2 separate regions of the Mus musculus genome follow, and region 2 is linked to region 1. Evidence: chromatin contacts called from public promoter capture Hi-C data. All regions are on one chromosome and are shown on one strand. The core of a region is the stretch at or near the end of the contact, and the rest is flanking DNA. Distances in the headings are between cores, read along the strand shown.

Region 1 (6,903 bases), core at 3,296-5,795:
CTCTGGCCCTTCTTGTTTAAGAGAGGCTGGCCATCATGCACCGTACTATATGAGTATAACCACAGGCTTCAGGGCACTCTCCCTGTGAGCATCAGCAAAGCAGCCTGAGGCTCAGATCACAACTCCACTCCTCTGAGATGGCCTGGCCATCAGCTTCATCCTTTCTCTTCCTTGCTTGGGTCATCTTTGCCCCTTCACCTCCCACCACCTCTCTCCAGGTGGGCCTTCCTATGAACAATATCATCCCTTGGCCATCAGCTTCCAGGGCCAAAATGAAGCCATCCCACCCCATCCCACCAAAGACATCGGCCCTGCCCACAGTCAGAACCGCACCCGCTGGCCAAGCTGGCAGGAACTGCCGAAGTCCACGATCTTGATGGCACTGCGCTTGGGGTTGCAGAGCAGGATGTTCTCAGGCTTGAGGTCGCAGTGGATGATGCTGAGCTCGGGGGTGGCCAGAAAGAGCAGAGCTGTGCAGAGCTGCTGTGCCAGCTTCCTCGTCAGGTTCAGTGAGACACCCCGAAAGTGTGTGTTGCGGAGGAGGTCGTACAGGTTGTAGGACAGCAGCTCAAACACCAGGCACAGGTGATTCCGGAACATGAAGTGCCGCTTAAGGTGTACTGCGGGCAACGGTGACAGTGGGGAACAGGTTAGACACACTGATGGCAGGTGGCTTGGGACTTCACAGTGACCACCTCTGGTAACCTGCAGTGAGCCCTCAGGTGTTTCTACACCAACTCACTGGACTTCCAAGGCATGTTAATTCTCTTGCGTCTCTCACACCTTCCAGTTCCAAAACCCCAAAGGATGATATAATCTAGGGTTACTCTAGCGTAGATTATGGGATGACCAAAGGGCAGCAGCACGCTTGCCTAGCAAGCACAAGGCCCAGGGTTCAGGCCCCAGCACTGCAAAGGGAAATAAAAGGTACTGTTCCCTCCTAATAAAGCGTCAAAACAGCTCCACATTTACTCACTTCATTTGACAACACTGAATCAGGCCTGGGGTGTAGGCATGGAGACCCAGGTCTTTGTACACTGATGCACGAAGACTGTTAGCTCAAGGTTCATCTGGATATATTTACTGAGACCCTATCTCAAAATAGTCAAGTAACAAAAGGTCTGGAGATGTTCTGGGGTGGGGATGGTTGAGGGGAGGACCTGTTTGCCTATTACATATAAAGCACTGGGCTCGATCCCCAGAATAGCAAAGCAAAACCTCCAAAAGTATCACCATCACCAAAACCCGAACTACCAAAAGAGCCTGCTCTCGTCTTTGCTGTGTCTACCCATGTGCCAAGGGATACTGGCTGTCCTCTACAGAGTCCCTTTCCAGAGGAACTGAAGACTGGGACATATCTCAAGAGCCAGAGCTCTAGAGGCCACTGCTTTTCACATCCTCAGCTGTTGAGTCTGATGTGAGAGCACTGAGTGCCTCAGTCTCTCCAACATGTACTCAGAGCTGCCCCGTCCCTCACCAGCTGCGGGGAGGTAATTCAAAGCAAGGGTTTGCAACACAATCTGGCCCTCAGTGAGCACAAGAGAGAAATCCTGAGCACAGCAGGAGAATCAAAGGATGAGAAGCCCAAAGACCCTCGTGGAGGTCTCTCTCCCACAGGCACCCTGCACCTGCCCAAGCCCAGGCCTCACCTATGTAGTACTTCATCTCTGTATCATGCTGGTTCATCAGCTCCAACAGCCGTAGCTCAATCTGTGCCTGGTTCAGGAAGGCCTTTTTGTTCTTGATGATCTTGATGGCCACCAGCTCCTGAGTCTGGTGATCATAGGCTTTCACCACCTGTCGAGACAAGGAGAGTTACCTGGGAAGGTGGGAGGCCCACCAGCCACACCTTTCTAACAACTCACAGCCCAGTGCTCACATCCCTTATACTGGATACAAAATAACAGTTTTCTTACAAGAAGCCTTGTGATTTATACTCATACAGAACTAAGAGGGAAACTAAGTGGCTTGACTGGCTGGTCCAGGACAGAACTTGCAGCAAGTGAACCAGTGAACCACTCGGGGAGGAGGGAATGTTGGGAATGTTAGTGGTTGTCTGCATCCAGATACTGGATGAGTGGGGAGTCCCACACCTGGCCAAAGGAGCCTTTGCCAATAAGAGAGTCAATCTCATAGCGCTCTAGCCAGCGCTCGCCACTGCGCACAATGTAGTCGTGGTTGTCGTCATCATAACCGTGGTTCAGGACCTTCTTCTCCTTTTTGGTGCTCGAGTCCTGGGGTGGCGCCTGTTGGGCCCGCCGCTTCTTCTTCGCATAGTATACCTGCTCAGGCAGCCAGGAAACCGGACCCTTAAGTGACCCGGGCAAGAAGCCAGGACCCTTTGCAACACCCAACCAGGGAAGTCCATTCCCCGCTTTACCTCATTGATGTGCTTGTAGGTCTTGATGAGGTCCACCGAGAGCTTGCGCAGCGGGGCTGAGGCCGCATCCCGGAAGGCCAGGGGCAGTCTCCGGGGCAGGAGCCGCACATCAGGTAGTACCTGTGGTAGAGCGGAGCAGATGCTGAGCACAAGCCTTCACCTCAACTTCCAGGGAGAGAATGGGAAAGCTGACGACTCACTGACCATGCCTACATTTCTCTAGCTCCGATCCCACCTGTAGAGCACAAGCACACTGTGTGGGCTCCCCATTCATCTGTTCATTATGTGAAATGAGTGATTTACCTCTGGCCTTCCATTCTGCCCCAGGTCAGCTCTTTTGCTCCATATCTGGGTGTTTACCCCTGAATCTTTGCACCTGAGACCACCATTATGGGGAACCATGCCAATGAATTCCCTGTATCCATGTCCTCACTCTCAAGTGAGTGTTTCTGCCCAGTTACAAAGCTCCTGGACTGGGTTAGTCTCCCTGGTCTCAGCTTATTCTCATTTCCACCCCCCTCGACATCTCTCTCATGCCCCTTACTCCAGACCTCGTTCTTGTTGTGAACCTTCAGACCTGTGTTCCTGTCTGCTCTGTGCCAGTGACAGTTCTGACCCAAGACACACATTACACTTCAAAACCATGCTGTGAGAGGGCAGGCCACGGAGAAGCTCAAGGATTCCGTCCTCAGCAGGAATGAGGGTGGACTGTGAGGCCTCCAAAGTCCCCAGAGATCCTCCAACAATCATGCTCTTGTCTGGAGACCCTTCAATCCTCAGGCAGGTGAGAAGCCAGCTGAATGCCTACCTGTGTGTGTTCCTGGGGCCCCGGAAAGCCAGAGAAAGGACCATGGCCTGGTGGGACGGCCATGGTGGGCTCAGAGGGCCGCAGGGGCGTGAGGCCTGGAGCGGGAGCCCGGCCGGGGGGCGCCTTCTCGCATCCTGCACCTCGGCTGCCACCGCCGCTGAGACCTGAGAGCAGGTAGGAAGTGGGAAGACAACATGGAACAAGAAGGCATGTAGGTCAGGGTCAGTCAGAAGAGGTGGGTATGAGTTAGGGGCAGGACCAGGGGGAGACAGGGGACAGGGCAGAGCACCAGCACCAGGTAGCCATGTACAAACAGAAAGGGTAGCAAGTGGGTTAGCACAGCGTGTCTCTCAACAAATGAGGAGCCAAAAAAAATGAATGAAGCATCACATCCAGAGATGTAAAAGGGAGCCATCAGAGCCAGACAGGGGTGGGAGAGGGTGGGTACAAGGCCAGGGCAGGAGGGATAGAAAGAGGCCAGGAATTAGGAGAGCAAAAGAAGGCAGAAACCGTGTAGAGTCTGGGCAGTAGAACTCAGTCCTTCAAAATTTTACTGGTGGCCAGCCTGAGTCCCTCAGATAAGGCCCCGCCCTCACACCGTCTTCCCTCAACACCAAGGGCCCAATTTCAAGCCCAGTCTACCCACTAGTTTCTTTCTATTCTAAAGAACATAGCAGTCCTTATGGACCTCCCAGCAAACCCAAGGTTATCTGAGAACTCCTTTACATGCAAGCTATAGATGTTTCAACCACCTCGGCACTTTCCCCTGGGACCGACTCCATACTCCAAGACCGCTCCCTGCTCCCTATATGAGGTCTCTGGAACCAGAGATCCTTCTTTTAAGCAGTCTATATTTATCCCACTAGGATTCCCCCATTACTCCAAGACCCCTACTCCTCAGGAAAACAAGGGAGAGGTGTCATTTTTCAACATCTAAGAGTCACGGTCTTTTTCTTCTTTACCCTGAGGTCCTTGCTAGCTCCTCTATTTCTACGCTGGGTCATTCCACAATTGAGCCTATTCCTAGAAGGGCCTGACAGCCAAATCCCTAAATATCGCACAAGACTTCACTCACTAAAAGTGTCCTTCGGAACAAAATCCCCTTCTTAGGAGCCTCCCCCTTGTCAGATCCCCTTCTATGCTATGTCTTGCCACTCCAGGTCCCCTTTATTGGGGCTTCACAGATAAACAACCTCTTCCCGAGCCCTCCCACACTAGGACCAGCTCTTACAGCTCCCACCCCTACCCGGGTCAGGGATGGCGCTGGGCCCACGGGGGGCTGGAGCGCGATGGGGACCCCAGTGCGGTGGGCGAGCGGCCAGCATGGCGGCGGTGGTGGTGGCGGCGGCGATGAGGAGGTGGCCGCCTGTCCCCGGCCCGGCTAGCCTAGCCAGCCCCGCGGCGGTGAGGGCAAGCGGGACAGGCGGCCCGGTGGGTGACAACAGCAGCCGCCGCCACTGCCACCGAGGGGGAGGGGCGGGGAAAGGAGGGGACGAGGGTCAGACCAGGGCACGCGGGGGAAGGGGACAGCAGGTGGACGGGGGAGGGGCGGGTTAACCCTCGCCCTACGGCCCAGCCCCGCCCCGCGTGGCCACCCGCCCCCAGGGACCCTGGCGTCCCGCCCCCCACCCGGCAGGCCCGCCCCGGCCAGTGGAGTCCCGGCGGGCGGGGCCCAAGAGAGCCCGGCAGGCCGCACCTCCCATGGCAACAACCGCGCCATTGGTTGTTGCTGCCAAGAGCTTAACCAATTAGCACTCAGGGCAGCTGTTGCTAGGCGACAGCGAAGCGGCCAGCGCAGCCGAGCCCAAACAAAGGGCGGGAGTGGGGCCTGGCTGCCCCCTCCCCGACTCCCTCTCAGGACGGCTCCCTCGGGCTCAGCCTCTTCCAGGAATCCAGCTATGAAGAGCCGGACTCCGCTGCAACGGCCCAAAGCCCCCTCCTTTCCCTTGCTAAATCTCGCGGGGACGGGCAGGGCGGTTCCCGGCCTGCCCCCCACCCAAGCGTGCCGCCCCGCCCGTCGCAGCACCCTTACCTGAGGGCGTGGGTAAGGGGATTCAAACTGCTCGGGGAGCCCGAGCTCAGACCTGCCCACTGGCTGAGGGTGTCCGGTGGACGCGGCGAGCCAGGGCCCCGATTACCCAGTAATGCAACCAGCAAAATGGCGACCACAACAAACCGGCCCCCCTGCCCCGGCTCCGCCCCCACATCATTCACGTGACCTAGCGGAGCACAGTGCGCCTGCGCCTTAAGGGTGCTGAGCCGCGCACGTGCGGAGCAGCCACCAATGGAGCATGCACCATGTGACCGGATGAAACTTTCCAGGCACCACCCCCCGAAGCACACAAAGTTGATCAAGGGCGCATGCGTCTCGAGGCCACTTAGCAATAGGCACCAGACAGGGGAGACAGATGAGTCTTTTAATAGAAAAACAAAACAACTCCCCCGCCCCCAAAAAATCACAAGCCACACGTGCAACAGTAACAACACACATCTCTTCAATCCAGACAGCTCTGAGTTTCAGTTCTTCACCTTGGGAGGTGGCCTGTGAGGAAATCAGAGGGGGTCGAGTTGTAACCACTTTTGGCTTCTCAGGGCCACAGGTAAGGGAGAGGTCTGTTGTGACACTCACCTGTACACACCGACAACCACGGCGTGGTCTCGCTCATAAGGCTCTAGCGTCAGCTGCTCCTGCGGCTTCATGTTCTCCTGCTGCATCTTCTTCACTTCAGATGCAAACACAGCCTCTGCTGACGCAGTGGAGTCAATGCAGTTGGCCTAGAAAGGAGTCAGGACTAAGTTACAGATTTGGAGACCCAGGCTTTCCCAATTTTCTAACTTCATTAAAGAAGTTTTAATTTGGCTCACATTGGAAACAGGTTATTTCATTTATCTAAGGCAGTGTTTAAGGTCAGGAATTTTCTTCCATATCCTGGAAGCCCAGCTGGCAAAAACAGAACAAATGTAGCAATAGCAGCCTGGTCTACAGAGTTGAGTTCCAGGACAGCCAGGGCTATACAGAGAAAACTCTGTCTTGAAAAAACAAAAACAAAACAAAACAAAAAAAAAACCCAAAAACAAGTGTAGCAATAGGTTGGCCAGTTTTGAACATGGTGAGGATGCGCGAGAGTTTTCCCTATTTAAAATTAAAATGTTTTGAAAAATGTACCTGCTGCAGTTAATATTGTACCCCACAATCTGCTCCAAATGCTTAGCAGCTATCAGTCTTTATTTCAGCCATAAGGAGGACTAATAAACAAGTCAGATAGGCTAAGGCGCCATAACCTGCTCAGCCACAGAGACAAAGCACCCACACCACACTCTAGGGTTACTCAACCTTACATGGCAAGACCCATACCTTAATGGAAATCACAAAGTGTCCTCCATTCCGCAGGAAGGTGTGGGCGTTCAGGGCCACAATTCGGGTTTGGTCTGGCTGGGCCACATCGGCAAAGATGACATCCACCATTGCTAAGGAAAAAAGGGACAGCGGTTACTACAAACAAGGCAGCAGAGAGCTCCCCAGAGCCTCCCAACAGGGCCTGTGCTCCTTCACCACCAGGTTCCTGGGACTCTCTTGCCTCCAGTCTTACCCCCCACCACACAGCCTCCCTCCAAAGCACCCCAAAGGTGGATCCAGAACACGAAAGTCACATCACTCATCCACTCCTGTTGTAAACCAATGGTTGCCACCTACTCTGTGGCCAGCCCTGGGCTG
Region 2 (6,903 bases), core at 2,385-4,884, 2.1 Mb before region 1:
TGATGCCCTCCCCAGGCAGATACTGGTTCACAAGGACATGGTTAGCTGGGAGACCCCCAAAAAGGCTGAGGTCAGACACTTTGTCCACGTAGCGTTGAAGCCATGGAGGGAGTCGCTCAGGGACCATCCCCCGAGGATGCGGGAGCCCACCTGCAGAGTGCAATGGAGGTTTGAAGGGATTCATTCAGAGTCTTGGAATCTGGTACCCCCATTAAAGATATTCCAGTTGGTTGGAAGCATCTCTACCCACTGAGTTTTGGAGATTGCCTCTGGATCTTTCTGGAGTTTCCTTCAAAGCACTTGGCTCTTAGAGATACTCCCAACCAACTAATAGATGCCTAAATCCCTCAAGACCATCACCAACCTCTGAATCCTCCTTGCTCTGGGACCCCTGAGCCTTGGTGATAGCCTCATATGTTTTGAAACCATTGAACCTGAGTTCTTCTCGTCTTTGCCCAATCATATTCTCTAGCTAGGAACACTTACCCCAGTTCTGAAGCTTCCTCCCAGACAGCTGGGTCCACTTTGGCTTTGGGGCATTGAAAACCTAGGAGGCAAGGAATGGGGTTTTCAGGACTTTCCTGCCCATGCCAACACGAGGGCCTTTATGTGGAGTGAAAATGGGCTACCTAGAGCTTGTCTGGGGGTTCAAGTTGGGGAGAGCAGCTATTCATATCATCTTGACCGAAAGATGGTCCTCCTCTATCCAGGCAGGTTGTTTTATCAAGAGTTTAGCTTTGAGAAGGAGACTCATGATGGTGTGGGGAAGCACGGGGACACTTGCCAAGCCAGACAGATCAGTTGATTCAACTTTGGTAATCAATGGGGTAACAGATGTTCTATCCAGATTGCACCCACAGCTGCAAATGGGAATTTACTCTTGGTGTAGTATAGGCCCAGATTTGGGGGGAGTGGGGAAAGAGTATCATGTATCCAAGACTGCTCTCAAAATCTCCACAAAACTGAGAATGGCTGTGGATGCCTGAGTCTCCTGCATCCTCCCTCCCAGAGCTGGCACTGCAGACATGAGCCACCACACCCAACCTGAGATGTCTCAACACAGGGAAAATGAGCTCTGATCCTTTGTTCCCAAGGCTCTGGGGTTGCACTGGGCTATTCCTGTCAATGACACCTTGTTTTAGAGGTTAGACTGGACTATCTCAGTGCAGGGAATTTGAACTTTATAAGTGTGCCCTTAGGCTGGTGGAGGTGTGTCATGATGGTACAGTGTGTGCCTAGCTGTACGCCACAGCAAGAACACACACACACATACATGCACACATATGCACATGCACCAACCCACACACACGTGTATGCACAAGCACACACACACACATTTTAGTTTTCCTAAGCCTCTAAGGAACCTCTTTCTTGTTTATTTTGTTTGCTTTGTTTCAAACCAGACCTCATGATACAGAGCTAGAGAGCTGGCTCAGTGGTTTAAAGCACTTGCGGCTCTTGCCCAAGGACCCAGGTTCACTTCCTAGCACCCACGTGGCCGCTCACGCCCATCTGTAACTCCAGTTTCAGGAGAGAGGCAACACCCTCTTCTAGCCTTCTTAGACACTGTACAGAGGTAGTGCACAGACATACCTGCCAACAAAACAAACACACACTCATGAAATTAAAAAAAAAAATCTAAAAAACCAAAAGGCCTCAAATTGGGATCCTCCTGCCTCAGCCTCCGTAGCCAGGATTGCAAGTGTGTGCGCCTCTACACTTGGCTAAGAAAGCTCTTTCAGACAGAGCTAGAAATGTCAGAAAGAGGAATGAGGAGTATGGGAGTGTGCAAAGGTACTCTCCTTGCCAGGGGTTTCCCAGTTCCAGGGTTCTCATACAGGGGCTGAGTGTCGGGAAGGAATTATGAGAAGACAAGAAAGGCAGGGGAGGGGGTCCTGTTCCAGCCCCATAGGAGAGCAGCAGCCATGGCCCTGGGTCTCAACAAGGGCTGCAAGGTGACAGAATAACATCAGCAAGCCGAGGCACAGCCAGTGCCATGGCCCCTCACCGAGTACACCAAGGTCACGTGAGACATGACCCGGGAGGTGTGTAGCTCCGTGCCCACTGAGCAGCGTGCCATGGGGCTGCTCAAGGTCTCCAAGGACAAGTGGGCACTCAGGTTCATCAAGAAGAGGGTGGGCACGAACACCCATGCGAAGGGGAAGTAGGAAGAGGTGAGCAACGTGCTGGCAGCCATGAGGAAAGCAGCAGCCAAGAAGGACGGATGACCCCTCCCCCAATAAACGTTTATGTTTATGTCATGTGACCACAGAAACAAACACACATACACAAACACACACGCTAAAAATGAGCGAGAGAGAGAAAGAGGTACCTGTCGAAGCAAATATTCCTCTTCTTCCTTGGAGATGAAGTCAGGGACATAGTAGATTAGAGGTGGCGCCTATAAAATTAAGAACTACCGTTGGGACAGTGGTTCTCAACCTGTGGGTCGCGACCCCCTGCTGACCATCACGAAGTACAGACCTTTACATTATGATTCATAAAATAGTTATGAAGTAGCAACAAAGATAATTTTATAGTGGAGGGGAGAATCACCACAACATGAGGAACTATATTAAAGGGTCCCAGCGCTAGCAAGGTTAAGAACAGCTTTGCCCAACACAGGGATCCTATCGTGACTGGGCAACCTTTCCCTTTGGAGAGAGACTTGGGATGGCCTATGAAACTGCATATTGGAAGTGGGGCAGCCGGCTATACTCTGAGGAGAGCTGGGGCAGTCCAACCAAGAGACCCAGGAATGAGTCTGTCACTCCACCCACCTCACACCCATCGTTCCCACATTCCTCTACACCCCAGCCTTTTCAACCTGTTCCACCCTGAAAGGTTCCAGTGCTGGGACCCTGGCGTCCTGCTCCTCCATGGATACCAACTCCTTGTGCGCCGTCCTGTGGGGAGGAGGAAGTCACTAAGCCTCCTATCTTCAAGCTGTGACCAGCCTTCCTTCCAGCCCATTAGGGGCCAGACCCTACCCTCAGACTTCCTATAAACTCCAATCTTCAACGCTGGAGTCTTCAGTTTCTCAAAGCCACCCGAAGATCACTCCCCGTCCCGCGACCCCCATTTCCCAGCCCGGATATCAGCAGTCAGTAAAATCCTCCATCGCTCTGTCCACCGTTGCCCACCAAAGTATACGTGAATCTTCTTCCCAAGCATCACAGAGAACGCGCCCACACATGAAGCCTCTCTCGAATGCAATCGTAAGCACAGGTCCCTCCGAGCCTAAAGACCCTCCCTCCTCTCACCTCGGCTCCTTCACATCTCCCATTCTGAGCTTTCTCAGACTTGTCCACTCCCAGCTTCCTCTTATCTCCCCACTCAGAACCCACTTCAGCACCCTCAGATCTGAGCCAGATTGCCAAAGTTTCTTCCCCTGTAGAACCTCTCAGACCCTGAGTGTCAGGATTCCACACTGAGCCCCCTAGAGCTCTCACCCTGAGTCGCCTTAGACCTCCACATTCAGTCCTTTGGACACTCACTCCTACCGCTCCCCCCGTCCCCAAGACTCCCCTCTCTCCCCAAAATAAATCTGACCGTCTACAGCGTCTTCTCGGATATCCAGACTCAACGCGCGCATCCTCGCACGCCCCCCCTGCCACTTCCGCCAAGCATTACTGACGCAGGAAGGTTTAGACCACTGGGCATACTCAGAGAACCTAAGGGCCCGCCCTCCAGCCTATCCACGCTCTCACTCAGCATCCGCCATCCTCGCTCAGGCATAGGTTGTGTCCTAAACTCAGGCGGGACTTCGCCTGGTTCCTACCAATCAGTACTCCAGAACCTAACAGACCTGCGTGTCCTTGTGGACTCAGTTGAGACCCACAGCGAGGGCGACTGCAGGAAAGGAGCGTGAAGGGCTTAGCCTTCTGCAGGTCAAGTTGTAAGTCCTATGTCACTGACACAGGGACAGGACATTAAACAAACAAACAAACCTTCTGCCATTCTTACCCAGCAAGGGCACAGGGTCAATGCAGTAACCCCCCAGTGACCTGACACAAGAAGGCCATAGAAACGTCTTTATTGAAGAGGACAGGAGTCATGCTGATTTTAGGGACATGCAGTGAAGGGGCAGTCGTGAGCTGTCCTTGGTGGTCAGGGCCCCAGGTCTGCTCTGGACCTATGGGGCCCTCAGGTTCTCCCGCAGGCTGTTGGTCTGGCCCAGGAGCTGTGAAGTCCTTTGGGGCCAATGACTCAGATTTAGTGTCTTGGACCTGTGACCGGAAGGTAGATTGAAGTAGGGACTCCATGACTTGGGGTCCTGTTAGAGCCCTGGGGCCCTGCACATATTAGTAATCAGAGATTTGGGACTTGGGGGTTCCCTTGAAGCTGGGGCCCATGGAATTTGGAGGTTGAGAGATTAGATGATCCATGGACTAAGAGTATTAGAGTCCTCTATCCTTGTTCCAAAGATGGGACTTCCTGTTTGGGGTCTCCTGGTGCCTGGGAGTCAGGTTTGAGATGCCCTGAGAGCCTGGCAACAGGGTCCTTCCTCCCAGTCCTTAGGACCTTGTAGTTGGGGTTTCCTGAGGGCTTGGGATTGGGGTCTTAAGTTTGGGATTCCCTGGGGATTTGAAGATTCTGTTACTTGGGTAGGGAAGTCCTGGGAATTAGAAATTTGGGGTCTTCTAGAGATCGTGGGGCTTGGAGGGATGGGAAATTTGGGGACATATATAATATATATTCTCTCTGGAATTTGAACTCCCCAGAGTTCTAGAATGGGGCCTCCAAATTTGGGGATTTCCCCCCAAAGGGGGGAAGTTATCACTTTAAAAAATAGAGAATTTTCTGGGAGCCTTGGCCAGCACAGGGACTGTGGGCCATGTGGGGTGGGCTTCATACAAGGCACTGGGGGTTTCTCAGGGTACAGAGGGCAGGAAGACTTGCTGTCCTGTAATTCATGCTTCCAGGACGGTTTTGGTGTTTGTAAATTGGGGTGAGTGGGCCGACTAAGTGGGTGTCTTGTTCAGGGGTGAGAACAGGGACTTAAGTGAATGGGGGGCATCTCTGATAAGGAGAGTAGAATATAAGGGCTTTCTGGTGACCTTGGGGTCACAACATTTTGAGGAGACTGATGTTAAATGGGGACAGTGATGTGGCTGGCTATTCTGGAAGTATGACCTATGCTTAAGGAGAACCAGGGTGGGGGGTCTTCATTCATGGGACTCTAATTCACTGGTAACTCAAGAACGTCCTGTTGTGGAGAGGGTCAGCATCCCTTGGGTGAAGTGGAAAATGTTTATTGGGGGGAATCTGCTCTGAGGAGTAGGGGACAGGGACTAGCCTGAAGGTGCTACTCAGGGAATCTCTTTTGGGAAACATGAGGTCTGTATTTAGGGAGTCGTCGTGGTGGGAGATCTGTTAATAATGGGACCTCAGTAATCGAGGGCTGGCTAACGGGGTTTCTATTCTGAAGTCACTGGGAATCTCTATCTTGGGATGGCTGGGGGGGCTCCTTGTGTTAGGAGATGCTAGAGGGGACTCTGTCTCTGTGTTAGGTATCCAGGGCCTCTAAGACTGCATCTCTGCCCTCAGCATCCAAGGAAACCAGCAGCAGAAGAGTAACCTAGAAGAGGAAGAAGAACAGTCAGGTGGGGTGTAGGTGTGGGCATCTGGCTCCCTCACTTCACCTCTGTGCCTGGCGTTCTTCCTCTGGCTGTGCCTGTGTACGCTTGGACGGTGTGTGCGTGCGTGTGTGTGTGTGTGCGCGCACGCGTGTGTGTGTGTGTGTGTGTGTGTGCACGCGTGCGTGCACGTGCACATGTTGGGGGAGGGAGGTTTCTGCTTCCTCAGCTGAAGTCTCCAGAAGCCAGGCAAGCCTTGCTTTCTAAAGATGCTCTCTCCCCTCCTTTCCTCCTTTGCTGTTTTTGCACGGCAGGGTCTCCTCGCTATATACTCCAAGCTGTTCTCAGGCTGGGGACAATCCTTCTGCCTCAGCCTCCCTATGCTGCATGAGCCACTGTACAAGACAAGAATGGCATACTCTGTCTGTCTGGTCTTTGGTTTGTTTTGGCTTGTTTTTCCAAGACAAGGTTTCTTTGTGTAGCTTGGGCTGTCTTAGAACTTGCTCTGTAGACTAGGCTGGCTCTGCCCCCTAGTGCTGGAACTAAAAGTGTGCACCATCTCTGCCTGGCTTTTTGGGTTTGGGTTTGGGTTTGGTTTTTTGTTTGTTTGTTTTTGTTTTCTTGGGCAAGCTTCTCTCCGTGTCTCTCTGTGTCTCCCTGTGTCCTGGAACTCATTTTGTAGACCAAGTTGTAAGATGTCCTAGAACCCAGAGAGAGCCACCTGCCTCTTTCCCCTTTCCTTCTTTCTCATTTTTAAAGTGGGTTTCATGAATGAGACAGTCTCACACCATGTAGCTCAGGAAGGCATGGAATCCTTGATCCTCCTGTCTGCTGGGTGCTGGGATTACAGACATAACACCCACATCCATTCTACTTACAACTGAACTTCCATTTCCAACCCAAGGAGGGCCTTGCACACCACCGCCAGTGGCCTTGCAGGCATCTCTAACCCTCTGCTAGAAGGTGAGCCACACACCTGGAGATAGAGTTCTCTGACGCAATGTCCTTTGGGGTCCGGACTGTCGTAAAGGTGCGTTTGGGCTGTGTCACTAGAGAAGAAGGCAAAGTCTCAAGGGAGGTGACAGTTAAGTCACCTGTGTTATTGACAACCCTCCCCCCCCACACACACATACACAGTCATATCTATCCATGTCTCCAGACCCTGACTAGACCCCTTCATCATCTACATGTTCTTGAACCTCTTATTAGTACCTGGCGACCCCGCCATTAGTTACCCACGCCTCCAATACTCCTCTAATGAAGCCCTCTTCCCCAGGACCTGCTTACACCCTTATTTTTGTTAGTTAGGTTGGGTTTCATTTGT

Evidence for each region. Promoter capture Hi-C pulls out the DNA fragments that hold promoters and counts their contacts.
Region 2: a promoter capture Hi-C map of second pharyngeal arch cranial neural crest shows a contact between it and region 1. The contact joins the promoter of Alkbh6 here to the promoter of Dyrk1b in region 1. A contact is called at or near these places in 3 of 39 promoter capture datasets (cranial neural crest, liver and second pharyngeal arch cranial neural crest), 1 of 115 datasets of contacts at active chromatin or transcription factors (embryonic forebrain) and 1 of 9 other capture datasets (adipose tissue).

The regions. Positions count from the first base shown.
Region 1 is chr7:28,177,958-28,184,860 of GRCm38.p6, reverse strand. Dyrk1b (dual-specificity tyrosine-(Y)-phosphorylation regulated kinase 1b) reads right to left here and starts at 4,545. Exons shown (of 11, transcript NM_001271370.1): 1 at 4,435-4,545; 2 at 3,189-3,352; 3 at 2,381-2,500; 4 at 2,094-2,282; 5 at 1,650-1,797; 6 at 334-620. The coding sequence starts at 4,513. It overlaps Fbl (fibrillarin), which reads right to left. Exons shown (of 9, transcript NM_007991.3): 7 at 6,544-6,656; 8 at 5,818-5,963; 9 at 5,592-5,730. The coding sequence ends at 5,706.
Region 2 is chr7:30,305,484-30,312,386 of GRCm38.p6, reverse strand. It overlaps Alkbh6 (alkB homolog 6), which reads right to left and starts at 3,634. Exons shown (of 7, transcript NM_198027.3): 1 at 3,553-3,634; 2 at 2,828-2,906; 3 at 2,333-2,401; 4 at 487-547; 5 at 1-150. The coding sequence starts at 2,881. Clip3 (CAP-GLY domain containing linker protein 3) reads right to left here. Exons shown (of 14, transcript NM_001360763.1): 13 at 6,556-6,628; 14 at 4,020-5,581. The coding sequence ends at 5,527.